Regions from separate parts of the Mus musculus genome. Here all the other regions are linked to region 2. Evidence: chromatin contacts called from public HiChIP or PLAC-seq and promoter capture Hi-C data. All regions are on one chromosome and are shown on one strand. Each heading gives the region's core, a stretch centred on a gene start, on an enhancer-like site or on the middle of the called end of the contact. The rest is flanking DNA. Distances are from core to core; before and after follow the strand shown. Region 1 holds the start of Zfp493 (zinc finger protein 493). Region 2 holds the start of Zfp595 (zinc finger protein 595). Region 3 holds the start of Zfp85 (zinc finger protein 85). Region 4 holds the start of Zfp738 (zinc finger protein 738). Region 5 holds the start of Zfp273 (zinc finger protein 273). Region 6 holds the start of 4930525G20Rik (RIKEN cDNA 4930525G20 gene). Region 7 holds the start of Uqcrb (ubiquinol-cytochrome c reductase binding protein).

Region 1 (2,700 bases), core at 102-2,601, 450 kb after region 2:
TAGGAGCTTAGAGTGCTAAGGAGACAAAGGACTGGGTCAGCTGTATGTAGTATATATGTGTGTGTGTAAAACCATGGTTTAAATAATAGCAATCTCTCTCTCTCTACACACACACACACACACACACACACAGCTGTTAACAAATTAAGAAAACATTTGGAAAAGTGAGTGATAGCTGTTCTTTACGGGCCTGGGAACATGAACTTGTATGACCCTGCCAGCAAGATGGAGAAGTTGCCCTTGAGATGGCTGGACTCAGACAACTGTTTAAAACAGAAGCTATTCAGCTATACGGAAGTCCCCAGCTCCCCTAGGGCCTGGAACTATGAATTTAGTTTCTCTCTAGAATTTAATGAAATCTGAAAGTGAAATCGTCATAGTACTTAGAATACGTTTCTTTTCTTGTCCCCAACAATACTTGCCTGCATTCATGAAAAACCAGGTAGAAGAGGATGAAGCTCTTGTATAGCACAAATTAGTGGATGAACATGTGTGCACTCTACTTACAGACAGACCAAAAAAAGATCCTGAGATAAATTCAGGATTTCTTCGTAAGTTAACATCAGAGAGCTGGATGTTTAACTTTGTCCAATGATTTAAAACAGCTGTGTCCCTGATCCATGCCCTTCACTGTATGGAAGTTTCCAGTGTTCACATGAAAACGTTATCCAGTTGTGGAGTCTTATCCATGTATGGCTCACACAGGTGAACAAGGAGTAGTTATGCATATGTAATGCTTGGTATTAAGCCAAGCCTCCACTGTAGTCAAGGGCTTTACCCCTTGCTCCCTAACCCTACTTGTACATTGTATTTTGAAACAAGGTCTCTTTATTTGGCCCAGGTTAGCCTTGGATTTGGGATCCTCCTGTCTTAAGTTCCTGAGCAGTTCGACTACAAGGAAGGTCACATATAGTTATTTTATAGTAATATTGAATCAGTGTGAACTTTACATGTAGAAGATTCCATAATAAGTACACTTTTGAGTTTAAATCGCAACATATTGAACAGAAATAAGTTGCAAACCTATTAAAGGTTACTGCCAAAGGCTCAATTTACATTTAAACGTGTCCTGTACTGAATTCAGCATTTCCCCCCCCTCTCTGTGTAGCCCTGGCTGTCCTGGAACTCACTCCATAGACCAGGCTAGCCTCGAACTCAGAGCCTGTCTCTGCCTCCCAAGTGCTGGGATTAAAAGCTAGCGCCGCCACCACTGCCCGGTTTAAATTTAGCATTTTAAAAGCCAACTGGCTCCCTGTGGTTGTACCAGGACACAAACTGACTGCTTCCTCCCAACCCCTTACACTCTAAGGGATTTCTTTCGCATAGAGTTGTGGGAAATGTAGTCTTGCCCATATGACGTCACAAGGAGCCAGTCAGGAAACCACGTTTCTACTCTCGGTCTGCATAGTTGCATCTTTCCCAAAGTTGAGCAAGAAAAAGGTCTTGCTCAGTACTCGGTTTGCATCTCTCACATGGAGGTTCGTCCAGGGTGCAACGCTGCCCTGCAGGCGTGAGGGTCCGCGTGGTGATGGGTCCGGAATGGATGGCGAGGGTTTGTGGATGGGAGGTGGGAAGAAGCGGACTTGGGGGTGCTGTGCTGACCTAGGCTGGACCAACCCCACGTTGGATCCAGGTCAGAGCTGCGGAAAGGGCAATGGGGTCGGCTCTGAGAGTGACCGTTTTGCTTGCACGAGGCTACTGCTGGAGTCCACCCTGCGCAGGAGAGCTGGCTCAGGACCCAGGAGTGAGAACTGCTGGAAGTCCTGGCAGGTTTCACCCTGACTGGTGTCTGATGACAGCCTGAGGCTATGACTGGGAGCGCACTCTCCTGCTTGGCTGGGGAAACTCTGCTCTCTAGCTGACTCAGGCTCACATGGTTGTAGTCAGATTTCTCAGGAAATCTAGAACCAACTGGGTGTGTGGTGCTTTCTTTACTTTATAGCTGGCCCAGGACTCTTGGAGTTGACAAAAGTTCATAACCTTGTTTATTTGCAAGTGAAGGGAGTTTTGGGAGGGCGGTTGGTGTTTGGAATGTTGGTTCCATTTTCTTGGTAATGAACTGTTAGATTTATGAACTATTTTGAATAGAAGTCCTTCGCGATCACTGTTGTGACGTCAACCCCAAGACTAACACTCCTATATGAATGAGGGCAGAATAGTCCCTTAAAGGGAAAGATTTGAGTTTTGTGTCAACCAAGTAGTTCACTCTGTAGTGTAGAGTGAAAAGTACTAGAAAATAATAGATCAGCCAGTACCTTCGGAGACTGCGTTTGGACTCCTTTTCAAAATGGAGAAACAAATTGGTGTGAGAATAGGCGTGGGTACAGGGCTGTTGGTTACAGGTGAGAGGGGGCTGAAATGTCTCTGGGGGAGGAAATAATACTGCATCCTAAGAGGTCGGTCTTCATCGCTCTTTAATGGCCAGCTGTTCTGTCTTTGCATATCATCTGCAGTGTCTAAACTCACCTAAACCAACTCTTATCGAAGAATGTGGCATCTAGGTTCCCTAACCCTCCCCAAACAGTTCTAGACAAACTCACCCAAGTACTTACAGTGTGTCAGAGAGACAAAAAGATGGAATTGAGGAGCTCTGATCACTCAGGGCCCTGTGACTGGCACCTTGTAAGCACCTTAATGAAGCCAGCCTTGAACTCCTAATCCTCCTGCCTCTACCTCCCAAGGACTAGGATTATTGGTTTG
Region 2 (2,700 bases), core at 46-2,545:
AGGAGACGATGATTTTGATTCTCTGGATTCCTGACTCCTCCCCAAAAAGCAGAAGTGACAGAAATGTGTCATAGAATTACACTTAAGTTCTCTTTTCTGTCATAGAGCTGTTTAATTAAAAATATATATGAACATAAGGTGCCTATAAATTGTATATGAGCACAATGCTGTACTCTCTCTACTTTGTAAGGAACATGTTTTGATGTACAAGGCAGCATTGCGATTCCGACTTCATATACTGTTATTTTTTTTTTCTACAGATTAGCAAAGTTAACGAGGAAATGTCTGTTATCCTAGGTATGGTTAGAAACTCATTGAAAATCCCAGTAGATAGGACAAGGTGGTCTGAAGCCCATGATTTCTGGGAGTAGACTTGAATGCCACGAGCCAGGCTCTGGCTCACTAACCCTTGGTTTGACTGAAAAGTGACAATATAAGCAAGATCACCTGAGATAGGGGGGAGGGCTGTGGTGGAGAAACCCTGAAAAAAACAAACACACACACACACACACACACACATCAACTCATCTTTTATATTTGAAAAGGAGTCCAAATTTTGGACAGAACACTTATTAAGAGGATTATTGTCTAACGATTTTTAAGCAGAAGGGCAAATTCCATATTTGGGCAAACACTGGTTCATACCAGTTACAAAATTACTCTGTGTCTATGTAGCCATGTATTGTGATGATTCAGGTATAGGATTGTACCTTCAGAATTCTTTTCAACTCGAGGCATCCATAAATCCAACAATTCATTGCAAAGGAAAAGAAACTAACATTCCATAAAACAATCACCCTCACAGGTCTCTCTGTCCCTGGACATCAAGAACTTTAGGAAGATTTGTGAGATCAAACTGGAGTAGTGGACGGGATATAAAGTTTAGTAGGCACTAGACGTCCACGTGTTCTGTATGTCCCGAGAATCTGACTACAGCTATGTAGGCACAGGCAGAGCACGTTTCCCCAGTAAAGATGAGTGCGCTCCCTTCAGCATCTCAGGCAGAGGCAGTCAGCAGACCCAGCCTGCCCTTGCCATCCTGTTGTTTCCAACCTTCTCCCCTTCAAACCTGTGCCCAGGGGCAGTGGCCCAGCCTAGGTCAGCACAGCATCTCCAGGTCAGCTCAAATCATCTTCAGCGCCCGACCAGCCACCCTGCACAGTCCCTCAGATCTGCAAGATGGCGCTGTTCCCTGCACCAACCTCCATGTCAGAGATCCAAACGCAGTGCTCAACAGGACAGACGCCTAACTTTGGGGAGAAGCTTAAGTTTGAAAATCAAATGCGGAAGTTTGATAAGAACAGCCAGCCTTTTGGTGACGTCAACGTGGTAGGGACTACATTTCCCACAAGTCAGTGCGAAGAACTTCCAGGAACCCACAGAACTAGTTTGTTGTCCGCCAGAATTCCTGCCACCCGTGAGTAGGTTAAGTTAGGAATAAACAAGGATCTGCAGATGGGCAGACACGGGCATTTGGACTCTTAAAGTCCGGTGGTCGCAGCACCCTATGTTAGCCTGTGCATCGAACCTTTTACAGTGATGTTTACCACGTTTCCTAGTTATTTCTGCTAGGACGCTGTGGTTTTAAAGGAATTTAAAGTATTTTACTACCATATGGAAAATTCATCAGTTACTTAAAAATATGGAAGCTAATTTAGGACTGAGCATTATCTCTTGAAGATGCTCTTGAAACCATCCTTGGTGACCCTGATTGTCTTGCAGCATCTCAGGTGGTTAAGAGAAACAAATTAAAATTCAAAGCTAATTACCACCAGGTGGTTTCTGAGCACTGCTTTCCTCCCCTGCATCTCTCCCAAGGGGAAGGGGGCAGGCAGACAGAGCTCTTGGGATCACAGAGGTATATGTACAGAGAGACAGGAAAATTAATAAGGAACATCAAAACCTAACACAGGAAATTCTATAGTGCACAGTGGACCAAGGCTAGGCCACTATCCCTGGGCACAGGTTTGAAGGGGAAAAGGTTGGAAACAACAGGATGGCAAGCGTCCTTGGTCCATTGTGCACTATAGGATTTCCTTTGTTAGGTTTGATGTTCCTTATTAATTTTCCTGTGTCTCTGATGATCCTGTCATCATTCATATTTCACCATATTTGAACATCAGTGGTATCTGCCTTGAACTTCCCACATTTCTCTGAAGCAGAACATCAAGATAACTCCTTCTTGAATACAAAGGTATCAGAAATGTGTTCATATAACTGTCAAATGATATCACTGTATTAAAGAAGTTACACTGGAAACATGGAGTATTGAGAATTCCCATCTCTTCTTTGGAAGGCTTATTCTTGTGCAGTTCATGCTTGAGTCAAAGTTACAAACCCCATTGCTAGCTCCCTGGGAGCAGTAGTATGCTAGCAGCCTTCAGATGAACATGTAGAACTCTCAGCTCCTCCTGTACCATGCGTGCCTGGATGCTGCCATGTTCCCTCCTTATTATTGGACTGAACCTCTGAACCTGTAAGCCAGCCCCAATTAAATGTTGTCTTTTATAAGACTTGCCTTGGTTGTGGTGTCTGTTCACAGCTCTAAAACCCTAAGACAACTAGGCTATGTACTATTTACTGAACTAAGACAGGAGTTGGTACCAGGAGTGGGGTATTGTTGTGATAGGCATGACCACGCATTTGTCTGGAAGAATGTGGATTTGGGGACTTTGGATTGGGAAGCAGTAGAATGCTTCA
Region 3 (2,700 bases), core at 29-2,528, 420 kb after region 2:
TGTGATATAAGCATTTTGCTGTATCACCTCTACCTTCTAAGAAACGGGATCTAAGGTACAAGAAAATGTACTTTTCACACCATAAAATGTAAAATGACATGTTCTTAGTTTCCTGAACATTAATGGCATTGACTAGAAAGTGTCCATATTATTGTAATTATAGTTAGATAATACATAGAAAATACTGGTATTATGATAATGTAGTTTAAAGCCCATGCTTCTTAGGTATAGATTTGAATGCTGTAAGTCAGTCTCCAGCACACAAATCAATTTGACTGAAGTGTGGCAAAAACAGCACAAAGGACAGAGTGAGCAAAGGCTGTATACAAAGCACGGGGTGAGCAGCTGGCTGTATACAAATGCCATGGGGAGCAGACTGTTGTATACAATCACAAGACCTTTAGTGAGCCACATTTCTTCAACCCCATCTCTCAATCTTTCCACACAATACAAATACCTGGGCAACTTATCTCTCCTTTCACAAAAGGAGTCCAAATTTCTGACATCGCAGTCTCTGGTGCAATTGTATGTGGTAATATTCTCTAGTATTTTCCACTCTGCAGTGTTGTAGGATCAGTGATAGCTGGGAAGGTACAAAGCTCAGAGTGCCCCCTCGATGAGAATTTTTTTTTTTTTTTTTTTTTGCCTCATACAGGTGTGTGAATGTGAGGGTTCTGTCACAGTGGGTAAAGGAGTGATTCCTATCCAAAGTGAGCCGCCCTGAAAACAATTTATCACAAAGAAAACGGGACGAACATCCCATACACCAAACTCCCCCGCCAGAACTCACTGTCCTGGAAACTATGAGCCACACGAACTCAAAACAAGAGTCCTGGGCCTGTCATAGAATATGGGAGGGCTCAGAAAAACCCACTTGCTCTAGATTTCCTGAGGGATCTGACAACAGCAATGTGAAAGCTAGTAACAGCAAGCTTCCCCAGCCAAGGTGCTGTGTGAGCTTTCATCACAGCCTGTCTCTGGCATGGTCAGCCAAGCCACCCCTAAGCCTAGATCTGCACTGCACATCCAAATGGGCTTCTCTCCGCCTCCTGCCCAGCCCTCCCCCGCTCCCTGCACGCCGGACCCGCCTACCCGCAGAGTTCCTGGATTTGCAAGTCTAGGCTGCACCCGGGACCAACCTTCATGTTAAGCGCGAAGAACAAGCCACACTGTCCCAACTTTGAGAACACCGCAGAGTTTGGAGAATCACAAACGTAAAAAGAACCCGGAAGCACAGAGAGCAGAGTCCTGTCTAGCGGGGTCATACAGAAAGAGAGAGAGAGACTACATTTCCCAGAAGTCTACGCGAAGGACTACCCGGAACCAAAGAAGGCAAAGAATTTAAAGCGCATGGATTGTATGTAACTGGAATTAGGCTGCTTTTAAAAATCCCAAATTTACAAAGGGCATTTTGAGAATATGAGTCCAGCCTTTAACGGTAATATGTATTAGATTTACTTCTTACTCTGATCAATGCTGTGACTTAAAAAGCTCAGGGGTTCCTAGAATCTTATGGGGGGCAGAAAAAAAATCACATTGAGTCAATTTTACTTTAAAATAACGGAGCAAGAAGCTACTTTAGGGCACACCACAAACTCTTTAGGATAGTTTTTGAAACCAAGTTTCCTGGAAATATTCTGAAATCTCAGCTACTCTGGGGTTTGAGACAGAAGAATCACAAGTCTATGTCCCAAATTACACAGTACCAAAAGAGATGGGGGCTACTCACTGGTGAAGCACTTGCCTGGAGTGAAGGAGGCCTTGGTTTAATACCCATTATGACACTAAATCAAAGAGGAAAAAAAAATAACCGAACAGATTTGATGTGTACACTGAAATCCACGGTTTGGGGCGTGGACTAGGGAACACAGATGTCTCTTACCTATAAGTCCCAGAAACCCTTTGAGATTTTCATCTGTCCTTAGTCCCCTTGTCCACACGTTCCTCCGATATCCGTGTAAACAATTTAACATTTGAGAGAGCTTCACCAGATTCTCTTTCACAATCTCATACAACTATTCACCACCAAATGTTCTTCCTGGCTCCTCTCCCAGTTAGAGGAAAACTGGTCTTGGAATCAGTATGGTGTGTGAACTGACTCCTGACCCACTATCCAACACTCATCATAAGATTTCTCTCTGTATTACTTCGGATCTGCCCTATTCAACTTCCAGTCTCTTTCTGGACTCCTTACATTACTCCCATTCATGTGGAAGTACTTAAAGGTTCTTTTGTTTTGTTTTGTTTTTTGCTTGAAGTTCACTCTATTCCCTCATCTCATAACACAGGAATGAATCTTCCTTTAATACAAAGGTATCAGAAATATGTTCCTGATCATACAGAATGAACTCATTGCAAGAAAGGGGCTGGACTGACACCACGGAGTGATGGGACTCCCTATCTCGTGTGTATGTATTCCTGTACTGGTAACATCTGAGACCCAACGATAAACCCCACGAGAGGAAAGAGTTTGTTTTCGTGCCATGGTCACTGATTCACAATGAGATTACTTCTTGGATGAGAGAGTGGGAAGATCAGATTGTTCTTTTTTTGTTTCATCACCAGAAAGAAATTGTGCTGGGTTTTATATCAATTTGACACAAGCTAAAGTCATCAGAGGAGGAAGCCTCAGTGAGAAAAAGCCTCTATATGGTTGGGCTGTGGGCAAGCCTGTAGGGCATTTCATCTTCACAATAAGTA
Region 4 (2,700 bases), core at 71-2,570, 350 kb after region 2:
TTCTTTCTTTCTTTCTTTCTTTCTTTCTTTCTTTCTTTCTTTCTTTTCTTTCTTTGAGCATTCTTTTGCTGACACACCAGAAGAGAACATCAGATCCAATTATAGATAGTCGGGAGCCACCAAGTGGTTGCTGGGAATTAAACTCAGGACCTTTGGAAGAACAGCCAGATATCTTAACCACTGAGCCATCTCTCCAGTTCTATCTTACAGCTTTTCAAATACAGTTGAAAAACTTGGGAGAATTTTTTCTAAAACTATTAAGAAGGGTGTGTCAGTAAACATGAATGTCACATTAAGGGATAAAGGAAAATTTAAGAGAGTTCAGACAATGCTGATAACATGAACACAAAGAAGAAAAGCAAGTGAAGAGACAACAATGTACAGACTCTGGCAGATTAGAGAGCAATGTACAGATCCTTGCAGATTAGAGTGCAATGTACAGAGCCTGGAAGATGAGCAGAGCCATTTCCCCCTTCCCTTTCAGACTTTCTAGCCCCCCCTGCCATTTCTCATCACACCAAGTCAAGTCTCTCACATCTGAAAAGGAGTCAAAATTTTGGACACAACACATACTCAGAATTGTTGAGGTATTATTGTCTAGTGATTTTTAATCTTTAGTGTAAAATCCTATTTATTTGGATTGTGCAAACACTGGTTCATACCAACTACAAGATTATTTTGTGGTTTTATATCCATGTATTGTCGCATTCAGGTCACAAAGGTGTCTATTAGAAAATCTTATTTGAATCAGGGCATCCGTGAGTCTAACAATTCGTTCCAAAGGAACAGGAACTAACATCCCACACAACAGTTTGCCCTCCCTCACAGGATTCTTGCTCCTTGGACACTAGGAACTTTAGGAAGCTGTTTGAGCACAAACCAGGAGTGGTGTCCAAGACATAACGTATAGAGGGTGCTACATGTCAAGTGCTCTGTATGTCCTGAGAATCTGACTACAGTCACGTGAGAACGGGCCAGCTAGGTAATGATGAGTGCGCTCTTGTCAGCATCTCAGGAACAGGCAGGCAGCTGACCCAGCCTGCCCTTGCCATCCTGTTGTTTTCAGTCTTTTCCCCTTCAAACCCGTGCCCAGGCGCAGCGGCCCAGCCTAGGTCAGCACAGCATCTCCAGGTCAGCAGCTTCTTGCCTCTCAATAAGCCCGAGCCAGCTCCCTCCGTGCCCTACCTGCCACCCTGCACAGCCCCTCAGACCTGAAAGATGGCGCTGCTCCCTGCACCAACCTCCATGTCAGAAATCCAGATGTAGTGCTGAGGACAACTGCATACATTTGAGGAGTGAAGTTTGAAGAAAGACTAAGGAAGCTCGATTCCGAGGGCCCTTTCTGATGACCTCACAAGGGACGGGACTACACTTCCCACAAGTCAGTTGGAAGGACTTACAGGGACCCACAGAAGAGGTCTTGTGCATTGCCTGCCTTGCAGCCCAGCTCTGGGCAGCTGAAGTTAGAAAAAAACAGGCTGCAGCATGTGGGCAGCCACAGGGAAATTGGGCTTTAAAAAAAGTCTTTGGTCACAGCACGCGATGTTAGCCTGTGAGCTGAGTTTCACAGTAATGTTTATCGCATTTCCTTGTTATCTCTTCTAAAACATTGTGAGTTTAAAGCTCGGATCTTTTTTGTTGTTATTGTTGTTTTTGGTTTTTTAAAAAGCACATCTCTACTTATTAGCATCTTACTACGGAGTGGAAAATTAATGCTTTCATGGTTTACTTAAAATATGAAAAAGGAAGATAATGTAAGAGTGGGCATTATCTCTTTAAGATGTTATCGAAACCATCCCAGGTACTTAAGACAGAATTAGAAATCAAAGTGAGTCACCACCAAGTATTTTCTGAGCACTTGCTTTCCTCCTCTGAATCTCTCCCAAGAGGAGGGGCACAGCTCCTAGGATCACAATGGTGTGTGTACTGGCTCTTCAATTTCCCTCTGTGTTTGGTTTGATGTTCTTTATTGATTTTCCTGTCTCCACTGATCCTGTCATCATTCACATTTGATAATACTTGAACATTACTGGTAGCTGCCTTGTACTTCCCTCACTTCTCCTAAGCAGAACACTGAGATCGTTCCTCCTGGAATATAAAGGTATCAGAAATATGTTCATATCACTGTAAAACGAGGTCGATGTATTAAAGAAGTTAGACTGGAAACTTGGAGTATTGAGAATTCCCATCTTTTCGTGGGAAGGTTTATTCCTGTGTAGTTCATGCTTGAGTTAAAGCTACAAATGGCATTACAGAAAAGATTTCATACTTCCCTGAGGCACAATAATTCAAAAGCAAGCTGTTTCAGAGCAGAGACTGTGCGAAATCCCTAAGTAATAAAAGGATTGTCTCTGAATCCTTTGGGTGAGAGCAAGGATTTAAGGTAAACTTCCTTTAAGAAGCATTAGTTAATAAAATACTTTCCACTTAGGAAACAATATACACTGAAAGATTAAAACTCTTGGCTTCAAGTATAGAAGCAGAAACAATAAAAATTTTTCTTACATAAGGTAAAGTTACATTAGCCATACCTAGAGGCAAAATTTTCTAGTGATTACAGTTCACCTGAAGCAAAACTCTTTGAATTTAAGCATTATTTTAAACATCTGAATAGATCTGCAACACTGTTAAAAAGAAATTTTCTTGGACACAGGGAAAAACTTTCTCAGGCACTGTTTGCAAAACACAAGAAGGCCACAA
Region 5 (2,700 bases), core at 194-2,693, 480 kb after region 2:
GGGAAACCAACACTTTACTTTCTAAATCATTTACAAAATTATTATGATAAAAACTTTCCCAACAATAAAATTTCATATGGCTACACATGTGTCATCGGAGGTGGATTTTGGTATATGTTAAAGAAAGCCTTAATTAGGAAGAATTAAAGTAGTTTAAATTTATACACTGAAGATTATAAAAAATCAGGCACTAGATGTTAAATAATTCCATGGGGCTGGAAAGTTAGTTTAGCACTGATCATTAAAGATTTATTAACCTGCTCCTAGAAATATGCCACTAGCTTTGGACGGCAGCCCCCACTGGATACATCCTTTTAGAATTGTTATATTTTGATGATTTATGATGATGTTACCTGTTCTGTTTGCAATGCACTGAATACATGGTTTCAGAGTTGTAATGCTTGGATGATTTTTCTACTTTACTGTGCCAAATGATTTTTGTTGGTATCTGTGAATGTTTCATTTGGATGTAGTTTCTAAGAGATGTAATGTTTAGTTTTTTAATGTATAATATCTCCTGCTTGAGAGCTGCAGAATACACTCAGATTCAAACTGCCTATGTGTTTGTTTCTATTTGTCACTGTCAAAACCTTATCCACCTAGCTTCAAGGACCCTCATTCCAGGGACCCTCATACTTGACTGTGGTGCTCCGCGGCAATCTCTTATGATAGAAATCCTATGATGAGTGATGAATAGTGTGTCAAGAGTCAGTTCACTGGCCATATTGAGCCCAAGATCAGTTTTCCTCCCATTGAGAGTAGAGCCAGGAGCTGGAAGAACATCTGGTGGTGAATAGTTGTGTGAGATTGTGAAAGAGAATCCGGTAAAGCTCTGGCACAGCTCTCTCAAATATTAAATTGTTTACACGGATTAATTGAGGAACGTGTGGACAAGGGACTAAGGACAGAAGAAAATCTCAAAGGGTTTCTGGGGCTTATCGGTAAGAGATATCTGTGTTTCCTAGCCCATATCCGCCCCAAACTGTGGATTTCAGTGTACACACCAAAATTGTTCTGTTTTTTGTTTTTGTTCTCCTCTTTGATTTAGTGTCATAATGGATGTTAAACCTAGGCCTCCTTTACTCCAGGCAAGTGCTTCACCAGTGAGTAGCCCCCCATCTCTTTTGGTAGTGTGTAATTTGGGACATAGACTTGTGATTCTTCTGTCTCAAACCCCTGAGCTTTTTAAGACACAGCATTGATCAGAGTAAGAAGTAAACTTAATACACATTACTGTAAAAGGCTGCACTCATATTCGCAAATTGCCCTTTGTAAATTTGGGATTTTTAAAGGAGCCTAATTCCAGTTAAATACAATCCATGACCTATAAACCCTCTGACTTCTTTGGTTCAGGGCAGTCCTTCGCATAGACTTCTGGGAAATGTAGTTTCTCTCTGCATGACCCCGCTAGACAGGACTCTGCTCTCTGTGCTTCCGGGTTCATTTTGCATTTGTGATTCTCCAAACTCTGCGGCGTTCTCAAAGTTCGGACAGTGTGGCTTGTTCTTCGCGCTTAACATGGAGGTTGGTCCCGGGTGCAGCCTAGACTTGCAAACCTCATGAACTCTGAGGTTGGGCGGGTCCGGCGTGCAGGGAGCCGGTGAGGGCTGGGCGGGAGGCGGAGAGAAGCCCACTTGGATGTGCAATGCAGATCTAGGCTTGGCCAGAGTGCAGGGGTGGGGCGCACGCACGGTGCCAGGAGCGAATGCTCTGTTAGGACGGAGCGACTGCCAGAGTCAATCATGTGTTTCAGGGACCTGAGAGGTGGCCTGCTAGTGCAAGAATGGAGATCGGAAAGCTTGAATCCTGTCTAGTGACGTCATGATTAGAGGGACTGCATTTCCCACAAGTCTATGCGAAGATCTCCAAAAGAGCGCTATTGCCCAAGGCTTTTCAATACCTTTAGGCTACTTTTAAAATACCAGATTTAAAGAGGTTGTTGTAGGAATATGATTCCACCTTTCAATGTCACTGTGTATTGAGTTTACGTCTTACTTTGATCGATATGTTGTGACTTTAAAAGCTCAGGTGTACCTAGAATCGTATGGCAGGAGGGAAAATGCACATTGACACAATTTTACCTTATGATAATGGAGCAAGGAGCTACACTGAGACACACCACATGGCTAGAGCAGGGTGGCTTGGCTGATCGTGCGGAAGCAGGCTATGATGAGAGCGCACACAGCCCCTTGGCTGGGGAAGCTTGCTGTTACTAGCTTTCACATTGCTATTGTCAGATCCCTCAGGAAATCTAGAGCAAGTGGGTTTTTCTGAGCCCTCCCATATTCTATGACAGGCCCAGGACTCTGGTTTTGAGTTCGTGTGGCTCATAGTTTCCAGGACAGGGAGTTCTGCGGGGGAGTTTGGTGTATGGGATGTTCGTCCCGTTTTCTTTGTGATAAATTGTTAGTTTTCAGGGCGGCTCACTTTGGATAGGAATCACTCCTTTACCCACTGTGACAGAACCCTCACATTCACACACCTGTATGAGGCAAAAAAAAAACAAAAAACAAAAACAAAAACAAAAAAAACAAAAAACAAAAAACAAAAAAACAAAACCAAAACCAAAACCTCATAGAGGGGGCGCTCTGAGCTTTGTACCTTCCCAGCTATCACTGATCCTATAGTACAGACTGGAAAATACTAGAAGATATTAACTCATAAAATTGCACCAGAGACTGCGATGTAAGAAATTTGTTT
Region 6 (2,700 bases), core at 120-2,619, 500 kb after region 2:
ATATTTACATGTACAAGGCAGGTTTTGTGGGTGATAGTAAGGACAGTACCTTATATCCAGCCAATGCTAGATGCTGCCAGCAGAGCTTAACAATTGAGAATGCAGGGGTATAGTTTCATTCATAGCCAGTAGTTACGATATCTGTGGGGGATAGGTCACCTCCCAAATCTAGGCACGTTGGGGCAGAAACAAAAGCAGACCACAGGCATAAGGCAAAGGAATCTCAGAGACAGAGGGAGTGCTATCTCAGAGGAAGCAGGCTTTGAGTTCTAGCAGAGACAACAGGCATTAGGAACCAGTAAAGCTTCTCTTAACTTGAGAAACAAACAGGTAAGGCACCCTCTGGCACAGAAATCATGGCTCCAAACCCCTGGACCTAGTGAGGTTGGTTCCTGGCCTCCATGGCTGGTTAGCTTTCCTGATGGCTGAGGTCTCAGAAAGATAAAGAAGTGCAGACCAGAAGCCCCACTCCTGCCAAGGCTGCAGCTATTGCTCAGGAGGCTCCTGCAGTCACCACAGGTGGACAAGTCCTGCCTCCCTTACCTCAGGATGTGAGCACTAAAAAGCAGCACTAAGTCCAATCTACTCACCTTGCATGGGGTTCCTTTAAGGTAACAGCACACTTAGCAAACACCCAAGGATCTCATGAGTGAGTGAGGAGAGAAAATGTGTGGTGGCGCATGTCTTTAATCCCAGCACTGGGGGGTGGGGGGTGAGGGTGGGGGTGGGGGTGGTAGAGGCAGGCGGATTTCTGAGTTCGAGGCCAGCCTGGTCTACAAAGTGAGTTCCAGGACAGCCAGGGCTATACAGAGAAACCCTGTCTCGAAAAACCAAAAGAAAAAATACTGGCAATATTTTCAACCATGGGATATGACCGTGATGAATAATGAGATTCAAAACAATGTCAAATGTGCCAGAGTTGAAAGCCTACTAGGAATGGGAGTGGACAAATATTTTGTAAGTTTATGAGAATTTTGCTGCCATCTCCAACAAGACATTCTCAGTGAGCGTGAGAACCAAAGAGGCATCAAGAGCCGCTGGGAGTTAAAAAATATTAATGAATCTTAAGATGATTTTCTTTCCCACATTAGTGTATTGCTTCCTTATTTAAAAACACAACAGGGTCAGCGTGATTCTTTTTTAAAGTAAGATTAAAATTACAACATATGGCCCAGAAATGACTTGTACTCCTAAGATTTCTGTCACAGACTCGACTCACATTCACGTTATCTCCTGTTGTGGATCCGGAGGGGGGAAAACCAGCCCGACTCCCCAAGAATGTGCTGCAGACTGCTTCTTTCCTTCTATTCTCTCTCTTGGGTTGCCAGGGACAAATTCTGGAACCAGAGAAATCACCTTCGGTGGGTTACAGAAATCCCTTCGCACGGACTTCTGGGAAATGTAGTCTGGATACTGTGACGTCACAGGGAGCTAACCGGTAAACCCCCCACTAGGTTTTTGCTTAACAGAGGGGTCTTCCCCAAAGTTTTGCGAGAGTCCTGTGTGGCCGTTACATTCCTGTCGTCTGTGATGTGGAGGTTGGTTCAGAAAACAACATAGCCTGGGTCTCTGTTCCCGGTTCTGTCTCAGAGGGAGCGAAACTGAACTGGGTGGGAGGGCAGAAGCTGCTGCTTGGACCTGCCTTGCTGTACCGGCTGGGACAGGTGACGTTGCATGTCGGGACGATGAGGATTGTGCCCTAGGTGATGGTTTCCTTTGGACACTGCGTGCTGCTCTCGTGCCCTAGAGATGTTAGTGATCCCCAAACACAGGATGTGTCCTTGGCCCACAATGGTTATTTCAGCCTGTTGTTTTGTTTTGCTTTTTGTTTTTGTTTTTTGTTTTTGTGTTTGTGTTTTAGACAGAATTTCTCTTGGTTCTCATGGAACTTACTTTGTAGACCAGGCTGAACTAGAACTCACAGGGATCTTCCTGCCTCTGCCTCCCTCATCTTGGGATTGAAGCTATTCACCATGACACTCAGAGTGTCAGCATGTTCTCATCTCACACTGAAATTGTTGAGCTATTTTTAAACTAAAAATACAGAGTTGTAACTTATAGAAGAAGGAGGCCAAATATTTTTTACCATGGACTACTGATGTCAGGAAGCCAAGGTTCTGGGCCTTCCTGAGTAATGGACGCTCTGGAACAGTGGGAGAGAGAGAAGCTTGCAGTCTTGTTGCCCTGAATGCTGGATGTGTATAAGGATCATGTGGGCTACATCTTAGAATCCGATAACATACTGTTTGAGTTGAGCACAACAATACTTAGAAAAATGATCAAAGCTTATCTATACAATTATTTTAAAGGACCCCACTAATACATAAACTGCTGATATTTTCATGTATAAATAAAAAAATAATATGACTATTCTCGTTGGCCAATCTGGGGCATTATTCAATAAGACATGAATATAGAAATTAAAAAATTTTGAAATAATTAGACAGCATAGCAAACATGCTGCTCAACTACAGCACACTGATACATGCTGTCAAATGTGTAAAACACACTTCAGAAATGTCACAAACATCAACCAGTACCCATTAGAGAAAACACAGAAATGGAACATGACAAGGAACAGTGAATTCTGTTCTATGTTAAATTCTCAGTATGATTAGTCCTTTGCATGCTGGTTTCCCCGTATGTTCAGAACCTTGAATGATATTAGTCTGTGAGTTCTTCCTTTAATGTTCTACCCCT
Region 7 (2,700 bases), core at 6-2,505, 430 kb before region 2:
CCTTCTTATTATCTCCTTCTAATTTCCTAATCCTCAGTACAGATTACTACATGGCTTCCTCCAACCTTTAAATTAGAAGTCATGCATAAAATTGTTTCTAAGAGAAATTTAAATTGTCAAGGGCTAATGCTCAGTTGGTATATTGCTTGCCTAACATACACCACAAAGCCCTGGGCTCCAACTCCAGCACTACATAAAACATGCATAGTGATTCATTCCTGCAATTCCAGCATTTTTAGGGTGGAGGAAAAAAGAATCAGAGGTTCAAGGTCATTCTTCAATACACAGCTAACTTGGGCTACCCTGGCTCAAAAAATAAAAATATTAAAAAAAAGCATAAGAACTAAATTGTTAACACAGCAGTGATTATAATATCGATTAATATTTACTTAACAAATGTGTCAGGCACTACTCTGTTTGCCACATTATAGATCAAAAGCCTGTTGCAGAAAAGGAAGCTGGCTTACGTAAGTATTAAACTCAACAAAACAGAATACTTTTCCTAAAATTGTGTCAAATGGGTAAAATTAATGCCTTCAGAATTTCCAGGGACTGTGAGAAGGTTATCAGTATTGTTTTTAAAGACTATTCCAACGTATACCATCAGTGGGCAAAGATTAAGCTTTAAAAAAAAATAGGAGGGGAGAGGGTGAGTAATATTTGATGTGAAAACATTCTGGCACTCTATCTCAAATTTGTTCTAGTGCCTACATTAAACAAAAGTCCTTACAGCCCTGCAGCCCCAGCTCACCGTCCAGATATGCCAAGGTTAACCTGAAACCTCACTATAACCCTATCTTACTTCCTTTTAATTCTTCTGACAAGTCTTAGGAGCGTCATGCGGGCTCGGGCGCTGTTTGCTCCGATCACTGTCACTGAAGTGGCCTGCGCCTGACTCCAAATGCTCCCCACTACTCGCTGTGGCTGTCGTCTGCTGACCTCCTCACCTCCCTAAGCTGTCCCAAGGCGGAGGGGAAGGAGGCCGAACCCGGTCAGCCCCGCTGGGCTCCTTCCGGCAGAGGTCCCTGTTCTAACCCTCAGGCAGGCCCGACCTGGCTCAGCGAAACCTGTCCTTTGAGCTGCTGGGTCGCCACGTCTCTTATCACAAACTAGCTATTTAGCTAACGCAAAAGGAGAACAAGTTCGTGAGAAAATACAACCGCTCCACGATACCCACAAAGGAGGAGTAATTACTCACCAGCAGATCGGCCCGCCATTTTGACCTGAGAGTGAAGCGCTGCCTTCTGGGTAAGTCCTAGAGGACACGCCGGGCTCCTACGCAGGCGTCCTGGATACTTTAGGAAGGGGAAGGGAGGGGCAGGCGCTGCTCTGACCGCCAGCAGAAGGCATTTACTCTTTCCTACCTGAATGGACTCCACACATTAGGCTGATCTTTTTGTGTGCCTTGTTACAAAAAACATTCTTCGCGACACAATGGGGAAAGTACTGCGAAATTAGGAGACAGTGTTATTCAATGCTCTGTTATAGGAAAGAACCTTTGCGGAATAAATGGAGTCTTGGAGACAGGTAATGTAGTAAATGATTTTCAGGCAAACCGCATCTCAAAATGCATGGAGGGGATGCTAGGACGCTAGAGGACGCTTGATGCTCAAATTCTTTATGTCAAATGGTGCGGTGTTTTAATATAATGTATACACTATTGCATTCTTTAAATCACCTCAGGATTACTTTAATACAGAATATAAAGTAAGCACCACACAAATAACTGTTATACTGCACTATTTTGGAAGTAACACAGGTATAATGAACATTTATAGTTAACACAGATATACCCCTTCCCGATCTGTGGTAGACTCAATCTATAGGTCTGCAATCTTTGGGTTCAGAAGTGTGGCTATATTCTCATTTAATTCTAAATCATCAGTGTAATTACTGGTGCTATCAGTATTGAAGAGAGAAGGAAGCTGAGCCTCAGAAAAGTTCAATAAGTTATCCAAGGGCATTGAAATTGGGTAGAGTCCAGGTTTGTTTGTTTGTTTGTTAACTAGAATTGAGAAATCCAGTTTCAAATTCGGGCTTCCTTATTTCTAGGATCATATGCTGCACAACCAATCCCAGATAACTTTCAGCTTCTAGGCTTCACTTTCCCCACCTAAAAATCCCTATCAAACAATTTTAGTAGAAAGTTAGGTTGGATAAGCTTTAAAAATATTAACTTTAAGGTAGGAGTAAATGGCACATGCAAGATCCAAGAATTCAGTAGTCTGAGGCAGGAGGATCCCTGCAAGTTCAAGACTACAGTTGTCTACATAGTGAATCTGGCATCAGTCTGCAAGACCTTACCTAAAACAAAACAACAACAACAAAACCCCTAAGATATATTTAGAATTTGCATATAGTATTAAAAATGGAGCAAGCAGAAAGACTATAGACTGTGCTTTCAAGATCTCAACCCCAACAGGTAGAGTCTAAAATAAAAAACTAAGGACAGAAAGTGGAGTTACTGTTGAGTTTTACTATGACTCGATAGTGGTCTTTTTTTTTTTTTTTTTTGAGGTAGATACTATTTATTATTTCTTGGTTTCCCTCTCATTGACATCAACTATCTTTTCTGAATTTTGGACTGGATTTAATGTCAAAAATACAGAAATGAGCTGGGCAGTGGTGGTGCACGCCTTTAATCCCAGCACTTGGGAGCCAGAGGCAGGCAGATTTCTGAGTTCGAGGCCAGCCTGGTTT

What was found. Promoter capture Hi-C pulls out the DNA fragments that hold promoters and counts their contacts. HiChIP or PLAC-seq counts read pairs in DNA pulled down with a chosen protein or histone mark.
Region 1: a promoter capture Hi-C map of embryonic stem cells shows a contact between it and region 2. The contact joins the promoter of Zfp493 here to the promoter of Zfp595 in region 2. A contact is called at or near these places in 16 of 39 promoter capture datasets (the 3T3-L1 cell line, 3T3-L1-derived adipocytes, the C10 cell line and 12 more), 3 of 484 Hi-C or Micro-C datasets (CD4 T cells, embryonic stem cells and muscle stem cells), 4 of 115 datasets of contacts at active chromatin or transcription factors (bone marrow-derived macrophages, large pre-B cells and memory CD8 T cells) and 5 of 9 other capture datasets (adipose tissue, embryonic stem cells, liver and 2 more).
Region 3: a contact with region 2 is called in a promoter capture Hi-C map of pre-B cells. The contact joins the promoter of Zfp85 here to the promoter of Zfp595 in region 2. A contact is called at or near these places in 7 of 39 promoter capture datasets (cranial neural crest, hematopoietic stem and progenitor cells, liver and 3 more), 3 of 484 Hi-C or Micro-C datasets (CD8 T cells, the G1E-ER4 cell line and uterus), 3 of 115 datasets of contacts at active chromatin or transcription factors (bone marrow-derived macrophages, microglia and regulatory T cells) and 2 of 9 other capture datasets (adipose tissue and liver).
Region 4: a contact with region 2 is called in an H3K4me3 HiChIP or PLAC-seq map of bone marrow-derived macrophages, with 5 times the contacts expected there. The contact joins the promoter of Zfp738 here to the promoter of Zfp595 in region 2. A contact is called at or near these places in 2 of 39 promoter capture datasets (cranial neural crest and liver), 2 of 484 Hi-C or Micro-C datasets (Th1 cells and uterus), 4 of 115 datasets of contacts at active chromatin or transcription factors (bone marrow-derived macrophages, effector CD8 T cells, memory CD8 T cells and 1 more) and 3 of 9 other capture datasets (adipose tissue, liver and macrophages).
Region 5: a promoter capture Hi-C map of pre-B cells shows a contact between it and region 2. The contact joins the promoter of Zfp273 here to the promoter of Zfp595 in region 2. A contact is called at or near these places in 7 of 39 promoter capture datasets (cranial neural crest, hematopoietic stem and progenitor cells, hippocampal neurons and 3 more), 10 of 484 Hi-C or Micro-C datasets (CD4 T cells, CD8 T cells, LSK cells and 5 more), 6 of 115 datasets of contacts at active chromatin or transcription factors (bone marrow-derived macrophages, embryonic hindbrain, large pre-B cells and 2 more) and 4 of 9 other capture datasets (adipose tissue, liver, macrophages and 1 more).
Region 6: a contact with region 2 is called in a promoter capture Hi-C map of liver. The contact joins the promoter of 4930525G20Rik here to the promoter of Zfp595 in region 2. A contact is called at or near these places in 10 of 39 promoter capture datasets (the 3T3-L1 cell line, cranial neural crest, frontonasal cranial neural crest and 7 more), 4 of 484 Hi-C or Micro-C datasets (CD4 T cells, liver, nephron progenitors and 1 more), 8 of 115 datasets of contacts at active chromatin or transcription factors (bone marrow-derived macrophages, embryonic stem cells, fibro-adipogenic progenitors and 3 more) and 4 of 9 other capture datasets (adipose tissue, embryonic stem cells, liver and 1 more).
Region 7: a promoter capture Hi-C map of pre-B cells shows a contact between it and region 2. The contact joins the promoter of Uqcrb here to the promoter of Zfp595 in region 2. A contact is called at or near these places in 7 of 39 promoter capture datasets (the C10 cell line, cranial neural crest, liver and 3 more), 4 of 115 datasets of contacts at active chromatin or transcription factors (effector CD8 T cells, intestinal villus epithelium, memory CD8 T cells and 1 more) and 2 of 9 other capture datasets (adipose tissue and liver).

Annotation. Positions count from the first base shown.
Region 1 is chr13:67,778,342-67,781,041 of GRCm38.p6, forward strand. Zfp493 (zinc finger protein 493) reads left to right here and starts at 1,352. Exons shown (of 4, transcript NM_028402.2): 1 at 1,352-1,478. The coding sequence starts at 1,473.
Region 2 is chr13:67,331,265-67,333,964 of GRCm38.p6, forward strand. It overlaps Zfp595 (zinc finger protein 595), which reads right to left and starts at 1,296. Exons shown (of 5, transcript NM_177622.3): 1 at 1,203-1,296. The coding sequence starts at 1,208.
Region 3 is chr13:67,753,924-67,756,623 of GRCm38.p6, forward strand. Zfp85 (zinc finger protein 85) reads right to left here and starts at 1,279. Exons shown (of 4, transcript NM_001001130.3): 1 at 1,140-1,279. The coding sequence starts at 1,145. Zfp85os (zinc finger protein 85, opposite strand) reads left to right here. Exons shown (of 3, transcript NR_027969.1): 3 at 656-2,700.
Region 4 is chr13:67,682,192-67,684,891 of GRCm38.p6, forward strand. Zfp738 (zinc finger protein 738) reads right to left here and starts at 1,321. Exons shown (of 4, transcript NM_001001187.3): 1 at 1,212-1,321. The coding sequence starts at 1,247.
Region 5 is chr13:67,812,373-67,815,072 of GRCm38.p6, forward strand. It overlaps Zfp273 (zinc finger protein 273), which reads left to right and starts at 1,444. Exons shown (of 4, transcript NM_198322.3): 1 at 1,444-1,524. The coding sequence starts at 1,519. The region is part of intron 2 of 4930525G20Rik (RIKEN cDNA 4930525G20 gene); the gene reads right to left.
Region 6 is chr13:67,829,616-67,832,315 of GRCm38.p6, forward strand. 4930525G20Rik (RIKEN cDNA 4930525G20 gene) reads right to left here and starts at 1,370. Exons shown (of 3, transcript NR_045194.1): 1 at 1,220-1,370. Gm10037 (predicted gene 10037) reads left to right here and starts at 1,491. Exons shown (of 4, transcript NM_001309374.1): 1 at 1,491-1,538.
Region 7 is chr13:66,904,095-66,906,794 of GRCm38.p6, forward strand. It overlaps Uqcrb (ubiquinol-cytochrome c reductase binding protein), which reads right to left and starts at 1,256. Exons shown (of 4, transcript NM_026219.2): 1 at 1,199-1,256. The coding sequence starts at 1,217. It overlaps Gm10767 (predicted gene 10767), which reads left to right and starts at 1,321. Exons shown (of 3, transcript NM_001177750.1): 1 at 1,321-1,527. It also overlaps a transcript of Mterf3 not described here.